Regions from separate parts of the Mus musculus genome. Here region 1 is linked to region 2. Evidence: chromatin contacts called from public promoter capture Hi-C data. All regions are on one chromosome and are shown on one strand. Each heading gives the region's core, a stretch centred on a gene start, on an enhancer-like site or on the middle of the called end of the contact. The rest is flanking DNA. Distances are from core to core; before and after follow the strand shown.

What was found. Promoter capture Hi-C pulls out the DNA fragments that hold promoters and counts their contacts.
Region 1: a promoter capture Hi-C map of second pharyngeal arch cranial neural crest shows a contact between it and region 2, with 2.7 times the contacts expected there. The contact joins the promoter of Adgrb1 here to the enhancer-like site in region 2. A contact is called at or near these places in 7 of 39 promoter capture datasets (the 3T3-L1 cell line, cranial neural crest, hippocampal neurons and 3 more), 5 of 484 Hi-C or Micro-C datasets (the N1E-115 cell line, cerebellum, cortical glia and 2 more), 10 of 115 datasets of contacts at active chromatin or transcription factors (embryonic forebrain, embryonic hindbrain, embryonic midbrain and 3 more) and 1 of 9 other capture datasets (embryonic stem cells).

What each region holds. Positions count from the first base shown.
Region 1 is chr15:74,513,830-74,518,232 of GRCm38.p6, forward strand. Adgrb1 (adhesion G protein-coupled receptor B1) reads left to right here and starts at 2,367. Exons shown (of 31, transcript NM_174991.3): 1 at 2,367-3,037.
Region 2 is chr15:74,380,816-74,385,268 of GRCm38.p6, forward strand. All of the region lies in intron 2 of Gm19859 (a long non-coding RNA gene), which reads right to left. Among named protein-coding and RNA genes, the nearest start is that of Gm19859, 17 kb to the right of the region's middle. Within about 2 kb of position 1,931, at least 17 of the 459 cell types and tissues checked have an H3K27ac peak or open chromatin away from gene starts, as enhancers often do. A contact at or near this core is called in second pharyngeal arch cranial neural crest, where this site is marked.

The DNA.
Region 1 (4,403 bases), core at 1,117-3,616, 130 kb after region 2:
TAGATCACTCAAGGCTTCTCAGCAAGGACCGTATACTTGAAAGGAAACAGATTTGGGTATAGAATGGTGCCTGGTGGATCTAGGCTAGTGTGGGTATTGGGAGAAAAGCTACTGGCTGTAAACTACAGCTATTGGTGGCAAACACCCTGGCTTAAAGTTGTAGGATCCTGAAACAATTTGGCTGGAGGAATTGTTTCAAGTTACTTGTGTCTGGTGGAGGGGGCTCACAGGGGGACCAGGACAACTGAGGCTGTGGTTGACTTGGCATGTGGCTGCTTCAGGGTGGCATTCCCTGCCTCTGACATTGCTCTCGTCTGCAAAGATAGAAGGGGATCCCATTGAGGTCTTACCTTGCACCGTCTGGACTCTGAATCAGAAACTTGGGTGAGGGAAAATTGCAGAGAGCAGCAGTCAGAGGGGCAAGAATGAGTTCCCACACAGGGAGAGGAACGGTTAGCCCCTTATCCTCAGAAGGATATCCCCTTTTTGCCCTGATATCCCAGGCCAAGCAGGTCTCAGCCTTGCCCCAAGAGCCTCCAGGTCAGATCCCCAGATCCCTGCCAGGGATTTCTGCTGTCTTCTCTTATCAGCAAGAAACAAGTGTGGAAAGTGCTTGGATCCTGACTCAGCCTCGCTGCTGCTCAGCTGTCTCTTGGCCTGATATCAGAGGCCCCCTGGTGACCACAGGCTGTTACTGCAGCTAAAAAAGGCCAAAGCAGGGCTAACTAAACTCCAGGGGCTGGAAGATTCAGAGGCCCAGCAGGAGCAGATGAGGGTCGTGAGAGGTCTCCTGGGAGGTATGCCGCCTCCTTTCTGGGATTTCAAATACCTTGGGAAGAATGGCATTTCTCAAGAAGCCTAAGTGAACAGGGTACTGACGAATAGGATGGTCTGGGCTTTAGTGTGGTCCTGCTCTCGGTCCCTCAGGACACCCTTGCAAGGTGAGGCCTTGCAGGAGTAACTGGTATGCAGAGTACCACGTTCAGTGCCTGGGTATCTAATTGGCTTGAGGTGCTTCCCAACACACACACACACACACACACACACACACACACACACACAGAGAGAGAGAGAGAGAGAGAGAGAGGTGTAGGTTGACTGTGATGTTGATGGAACTGATAAGATGTTTTAGTGGGAGTTACAGGACAGCAGTGTGGGTCCTGACACCTGGCAGGGAGAGTGCTGACAGTGGCTGTGAGTTTGTATTGTTGTTGACAGTGGCCTCCGAAGAGAGATGCAAACATCCGGACCCCATGTGTCCTTGGGTAGCAATGGTACTGCCACTGGTCTGCTAAAGTGTGCAAAGTAGTGGGCCCTGTACAAAAGGTTTTGAGTTCAGGGCAAATCACAAATTGTGAAACAGGAGCAAGGGGTCTGATGCAGAAGCATCTTGGTGGAAAAGAACACAAGGCAACTTTTCTGAGGCCAGGGTTTCCAGGACTCTTGTTGTCAGCCTAGACCTAGAGTGTCAAATCTTTTGACATTGAAACATGGCATTGTGGCCTACATATGTGTTGGGTCACATCCATTGTTGTCCTGGGATGTATGGGTGAACATACCTTATAGAGAGAGGCACCCCTTTGGGTCCCTAACAGAGGAGGAACCAGGGATCTTATGATGGAAGACAAAGCAACTGAGGTCTCTCTCCACCCATGGATGGAAACTGGCAGGCAGGGACACTTTAAAACCCACCCCCCTTTGACTCTGTCCCTGGCGGGCTCCCCTCCTCTCAGCATCACAGGACAGAAAGTCTAGACCGGTCAGGCCCAAATGAAGTGGTTCAGTGCCCCACCCCTGCTCTCCCTGGAAGGGCCCCAGTCCCTGCCTCTGACTCCATCTCTTTACCCATCACTCATCCAACCCACCCACCCACTCATCCACCTATGCATGCATCATCCTTCCATCTGCGTGGCCCACCCATCTATGTAGCCCTCCCCATGGTGCCACCCACCAAATCCACTTTCTTCCAGTCCTGCTCACCCTCACCCGCCTCCGCAATTCCACCGACCCTGACCCTGATGGCTACCTGTCCATCCATCAACCCTCCCGACAGCCTCTACCTACATTCACCTGCCTCCACCACCCACACACCTATTGGTCTGTGCACAGCCCTTAACTCCTCTTCTCCAACCATCCGTTTGTTGGTCCACCACTTGTCACCCAGATGCAGCCACTCCCCTGCTCCTGGAGGAGAGCACAGTCCCAACTCTTGGCTTTCCTGCTGCGTGGGGCAGGAGTCGGCTGTCTTAGGTGCGCTCGCCTGAGCGTCGCACTCCTTCTCCGTGATCCCGCTCCCCTCCTCCCAACCCGCCCCCCGCTCGCGCTCCCCCTCTAATGTGTGATCTGGAAGCTCTATAAAGCCTGATGTAATCCGTAATGCAGTCTCTGGCTCCCGATTCGGGATCCAGTTTCAGAGAGCGAGAGATTGGGGAGCGCCGGCAGCCGGGCGGGGGAGCAGCTTGCCTCTCTCCTCCTCCTTCTCCGCGTCCTCGGCCTCCTCCTCCTTCTGCCCGCGCCGCCCCGCCCCCGGCTCCGCTCCGCTCCCCCCCCCCCGCCCCCAGGAAGGGAAAAAAGGCGAGAAGAGCCGGGCAGGCGAGAGGACCGGAGCGGCGGCGCGGCCGGAGAGGGAGCGGCGGGCGCAGGCGGTGGTGGCGGCGGCGGCGGCGGGCGCGGCGTTGGCGGCGGCCCCGGCAGAGCGAGCTGAGCGGGCGAGCCGGCGGCACAGGCGTCCGCGCCGCGTCCTGGCCAGCCTCCGGGCCCGCGCGCCCAGCACAGCCCGCAGCCAGGGCATCCGGACCCTTCTGGCGCCCGGGGGGCTCCGCCAGGCAGGGGGTGGGGAGGAGCCTGAGAGCGCCCGCGGGTGCGCTCTTGGGAACGTCTCGGCGGGGCCCAAAGCGAGTCGGGGGCGGCAGCGACAGTAGCCCCAGCTCGGATCGGGCGCGCGGCTCGGCCGCTGGCGACGCGGTGCGCTCCGGGGGCTTTGCAAGTCGCTGGATCAAGTCCTTGCTCGCCCGTGGGGCCTCTGCTGCTGGGGAAGGTAAGAACGGCTCCGAAGGGGGTGGGGGCGCGGCGAAAGGGGGCGTCTCGCTCTGGGAGGGGGTCGGAGGAGGGATGGCCTCCCGGACTTCCTAACTTCGCCGTTTGGAGCTTCGCAGCTCTCAGGATTAGGCTTGGAGCTCGGGAGTTTGAAAGCCCCCCCCCAAGCCCCATTTCCCCAGCCCCCTTCCTCTTCTAGCGGCGGCAATGGAATCTGGCAGGTCCCTGCGATCCCGCATTGGGCGGGCTGAGGAGGGGGCGCCCTGGACGTGGGAGAGGCTTCTTGGTGCTCCTCACCTCCCCCTCATCCTTACCAGGCAGAGCCGGGCCAACCTGGCAGGCTCAGTCAGAGAAGCACCCCCTGCTCTATTACCCCCACAGACCCAGGGCGCGCTGGGGAAGGCGTTCCCGTGGTGTTCCGACACAGAGATGCTAGCAGGGGTCTGAGGGAGCCCCACCTGGCTCCCTATGCTGGCCCAAGGAGGCTCGCGAGAGACAACCCGGTGTGTCCCCCATTCCCTGATCTTACCCAGAGCCCGTTACATATATTATAGGGCCCGGCTGCATCTCATCCCCACCCCCAGCACAGAGCTGGAGGCGGGCAGAAAAGCCCCCAGACTTCCCGTCACAGCTCTCACCTACAGACCCGACAATGGCAGAGGAGACCCCCGGAGGCTTATCTCCAAATTCGGAAAAAAGGGCTGTCCTCGCGCCCCCACCATCACAACTGACACGCGCATACGCCCTAGCTCATTCCTTCCCGGTGTTCTTTCCTGTTCGGTTGGACAGGCGGCGCAGATAGGCTGCCCTGAACTTTGGGTCGGCCCGCTGCCCTCTCCGACCGAAGCAGCGGAGCTGGGCACCGAGCACTCCCGGTTGCGTTTCTCCAGTGGGCAGAGGCCACCAGCCTCCGCTGCCGCTGCGCTCTTTCGGAGCTGCGTGCCGTTGCCTCTAGGAATGAGCATGGCCCCCGCCCCCTCCTGAAATTCTGAGGGCTCGGGATCCGGCCCGGAGCCCTTTGCTCTGGTCCTCTGTGCAGCCTAAGCAGAACAGAAATTATCCCTGCCCCCGGGGAGGTGGGCAGCTGAATGGAGAATCGCAGCGAAGCTAGGTGGCTTGAGGGTTGGTCGGAGGCTGCGGCTCTGTGCTTGGGTCCCTCCGCCTGGCCGCGGTGGCTCCTGCTTGGTCACTCCCAGGCAGCCCAGAGGGCTGCACCAGCCTGGCACCCTCTCGGGCCTGTTGGGCACCCTTGCCCTTTCCACTTTTATTTTGGGCTTCCAAGTTTCTCTCGGAGCGCGCGGACTGGGCTAAGACTAGCCCAGCCCTAGTCCACTCCTTCCGCGCCCCTTCCCTCCCTGAAGTCCCCA
Region 2 (4,453 bases), core at 681-3,180:
GCTCCGCTGATGGGCCCAGCCCCCAGCACGTGATACTCTCAGCTGCCGGGTCTCCCCGTCCTCCCATCTGCCTCTCCCTCTGAGGAATCAGTCAGCTGCTGCACTTCACAGTTGCCCTGCAATGTGCTCTGCACGACCCTCCTGGGCACAGGTCTGCTTTTCTCGTCCACCGATCACCGTGGCACCAGCATCTGTTCCCCTGGGTCCATGGCAGGCTGACACCCTGCACTCATCAACACAGGCTACCACCAGCTGCGTGGCTCTTGAGAGAGACACGCTGTGAGCTCCCTAAGCAGGCGCTGCAGTGCCCACACCCTCAACGGCTGGCTACCCTTTGGCCACAGAGCAGCAGGGGCAGAGCAGGTTCACCTGAGCCAAAGGAGAGGCTTGAGCCAGGTCCAGAGGTCAGACAGGGCAAGAGGCTAACCCGACCCAGAGGCTGTGACAAGGAAGTGGGACAGAGCTCCTCAACAGAACTGTGTTTGGAGAGTTGAAGATGGTGTGGACATTCCCCAGACTCCCAAGGAAGACTGGTCTAGGGCAGAAGGGTGGAGGAGGTAGGAGGAGCCTAGAGGAAGGTGGCCCTAGGGAAGAGAGGAACCATTCTGTGGTGTGGTGAGCTGGATCAGTCACTAGGCCCCACTGTCCTTCTCAAGGGGCTTCCCTCTCTCTTTTCAAGATGGTGCCCCCACGATGCATCAGAAATGGCTAGTAATAAGTCGCTTTGGCCAAAACCAGGGAATAGAGTTGGCATTTGCCACTTCTAGGCTACACTAGGTTTCTCTGCCACTCTCTCCTGTCAAGATCTCGGTGGTGTCAGAGAACATGGCCCTGGCAATCTGGGTCTCAGAGTAAAGCGATGCAAAAGACCCACACTAAACCTATGGACCCGACACAGTCATCCAAGCTTGGCGTCGCTAGTATCTGCAGCAAGATGGCCTGGGCTGGCACAGAGGAGGAATAAACACCGCTGAATGGAAAGGGCAATAGATGCTGATCTCAGACAAACCCCAGTATGTCCGCATCTTTGCCCCCTCCCCTCCCCCCAACGCACAAAATGGATGGCCACAAACACATGAGATCTGTGGTGCAGAGCTTGGCAGCTCGTGGTGTGTGCTGAAGTCATTATCCAGGGAGAGCTTAACTAACAAAACCCACAGACAGCCAGACATGCTTGGCCACGCCCGGCTCTGCATCTATCTTCCCACAGCAGCAAGAGTGTACGGAAGAAAATGCAGATGGGGTGACCAGAGGTGGATGGGGGTGGTTGGGGGAAATACAGGACATCTTGCCAGCCAGGTGTGCTGTCCTAGAAATGTTTTCTCAGGAACAGCCACTAGCCTGGGTTCCTTGGGAGTACTGAGGTTTCAAGCTCAGAGTGCTATATGACTCTGGTCTGGAAAGGACCCTCAGAAGCTCCAAATGACACGGGCTGACAGAGCCCCAAGGTGAAGCTTCATGGAAGCCTGAGGACCCCTAGCCAGATATCCTCTGTGTTTGCTTTTTCTTCAATACCTCTATCCATAATACTGACTGTGGACATTGGGTATCAGAACAGGCAACAAGTACCAAGGCTCAGAGGATACCAAGACATGGTCCTAGAAACTTACATGCCTAGGAAGGGTGCCACAGAGACCTGCAGGATGGACATACATGGCACGAGAAGGAACAGCTAGGCCCGTTCAATTTCTCCACTCAAAGCTGGGGGGCGGGGGGGACCTAGCAATGCCTAGAAGGCAACAGCAATCAGACCAGAACATTACACTCCCCGCTCCAGCACACACACACCCGAAACACCCAAAGTGTCTTCCTTCCTTGGGGGAAGAGAATGATGAAATATTTAAGCCTAAGGTCTAAACCAGAAAAGCACAGACTCCCAGGCCAACAGCCTTAGACAGGAGCTCCCAGGCCAACAGCCTTAGACAGGAGCTGTCCGCAGTGCTGAAGCCAAGACAAGAGACACATTCCACAGCCCAGTGCCCTAGCTGGGCCCATAGGACTCTTTATGCAGTAGAATGTTCCTGCTCAGAGTCTCACAGCAAGCAAGTGACACTGAGGCTGAAGAGAGGTCTTTCCATACTCTGTCACCTTCCTCATGCAGGACCATTGATTAACCCCATGACCACGACCTCTCTGAGACTGTGACTCCCCTCAGCTAGGTCTGCAAACAGTGGTAACTATGGAAGAAGAGTTGGCTCGTGCTGATGCCGAGGATAAGCCAGTACAAAAAGGTTAGGAGTGTGGTCTTGCTTATACCAACTTACATGTGTATGCTGGGAACAGTGACCCTGAGGGAACAGGGTTTAATTCCGCTTCCAATGGGGAGTGGCACTTACCTGCCCACTGCTGTGCATAGCCAAGAAATTCTACCTTCTAGCAGAGCTGGCCAGGTCCTGGACACTGCACTTGGAACTAGCTATGGTTCCTCCAAGGACACGGCATTCTCCAGGGTCTTGGCAGGGCTGGGGCCACACATGTGCTTCTTTAGCTGCAGCTCATGTGTGTGAAAGAAAGCTTGCTTGTTGTCAAGGTGCTTGGTATAGTCGTTCTTGTTCTCACTACCATGAAGTAAACAGACAAGTGGCCTGGCTTCTTCAGCACTACCTCTCTGTGTGGTCGGACCAAGATGATGAACGTGTAAGGCCACCTTAGAGTTAAGATTGTATCCCTGCTCTGGCTGATGCTGAAGGTGAGAGTACGGGTGGGTGGAAGATGTGCTGGGCACTCTGATAGCTGTCTGTAGATGCCATCATCTTCCTAATTCAGTGAAGAGAATATCTTCCAGGCGAGGAAAGGACAGTTCACAGGTGATCAAATGTCTAAGTAAATGACATGGCTGGTGTGTTTGGATTCCTATTGCTGTGATGAAACACCATAACCAAAGCAACTTGGACAGGAATGGGGTATCTGGCTTACACTTCCATATCATAGTCCATCACAGAAGGAAGTCAGGACAGGAACTCAAACAAGGCAGGAACTTGGAGGCAGGAGCTGATGCAGAGGCCATGAAGTGATGCTTACCCAGTTTGCTCCTCATGGCTTGCTCAGCCTGATATATATATACACATGCATGCTGTACTGGCTAATTTTGTGTCAACTTGACACAGGCTGGAGTTATCACAGAGAAAGGAGCTTCAGTTGGGGAAATGTCTCCACGAGATCCAGCTGCAAGGCATTTTCTCAATTAGTGGTCAAGACAGGAGGTCCCCTTGTGGGTGGTACCATCTCTGGGCTGGTAGTCTTGGTTCTATAAGAAAGCAGGCGAGCAAGCCAGGGGAAACAAGCCAGTAAAGAACATCCCTCCATGGCCTCTACATCAGCTCCTGCTTTCTGACCTGCTTGAGTTCCAGTCCTGACTTCCTTGATGATGAACAGCAGTATGGAAGTGTAAGCTGAATAAACCCTTTCCTCCCCAACTTCTTGGTCATGATGTTTGTGCAGGAATAGAAACCCTGACTAAGACACATGCCTAGGACCACCAGCCCATGATTGACCTCACCCACAATGTGCTGGGCTCTCCCACATCAATCAATCACTAATTTAAAAAAAAATGCTCTATAGGCTTGACTGCAGTCAGATCTTGCAAGGCATTTTCTCAGTCTAGATTTCCTCCTCTATAGTTTGTGTCAAGTTGACATAAAACTAGCCAGCACAGCAGGCCTCTCAGCAGTGCCAAGTACGTTCCCAGGTAACACAGTGGGAACCACCTACAACCATTATTCTTCTGTGCATGGTGAGGTGATCACAGTGCACTTAAGCACGAATCCCCTCCCTGGCCCATAGTTCTTCTGAACTGGTCCCTCAGCCAGTTTATTTCATGCTTTCTCTATGCCTTTCGCCCACCTCAAAAGATACATGGGAAGCCAGGAGGTTGGATGAGTCCCAGTGTGGGCACGCCTCCTCTCCATAAGGTCCTGCCCAGGGAGGGTGATACCCAGAGTGGTATATGCCTACCCTTGCCCCTGGCTCCATGCCTCAGTCTGGGAGAGCATCCATCTTCGGGCATTAAAAAGGGTTCAAACAGACACAGCTTACACTTGGGTATATGCTGGATTTTTTTTTCCAACTTGACACAAACTACAGTTACCTGGAAAGAGAGAACCTCTCATTTGAGAAAACGGACTCACCATATTGAGCTGTGATTTTCTTGATGAACGACTGATATGGGAAATGCCACCCCTGGTCTTGTGGTCCTGGATGGTGTAAGAAAGATCAAGCCATGAGGATCAAGTCAGTAAGCAGCTTTCACCATGGTTTCTGCTTCAGGTCCTGGGTTCAGGTTCCTGCCTTGAGCTCCTGCCCTGATTTCCATCAGGATGGATTGTGAATTTTAAGATGAAATAAACCCTTTGACTCCCACCCAAGCTGGTTGTGGTCAGTGTTTTGTCACAGCGACAGAAAGCAAACTAGGGCAGGGTAGCATATGAGGAGGAACTGGGAGGGCAATTGGACC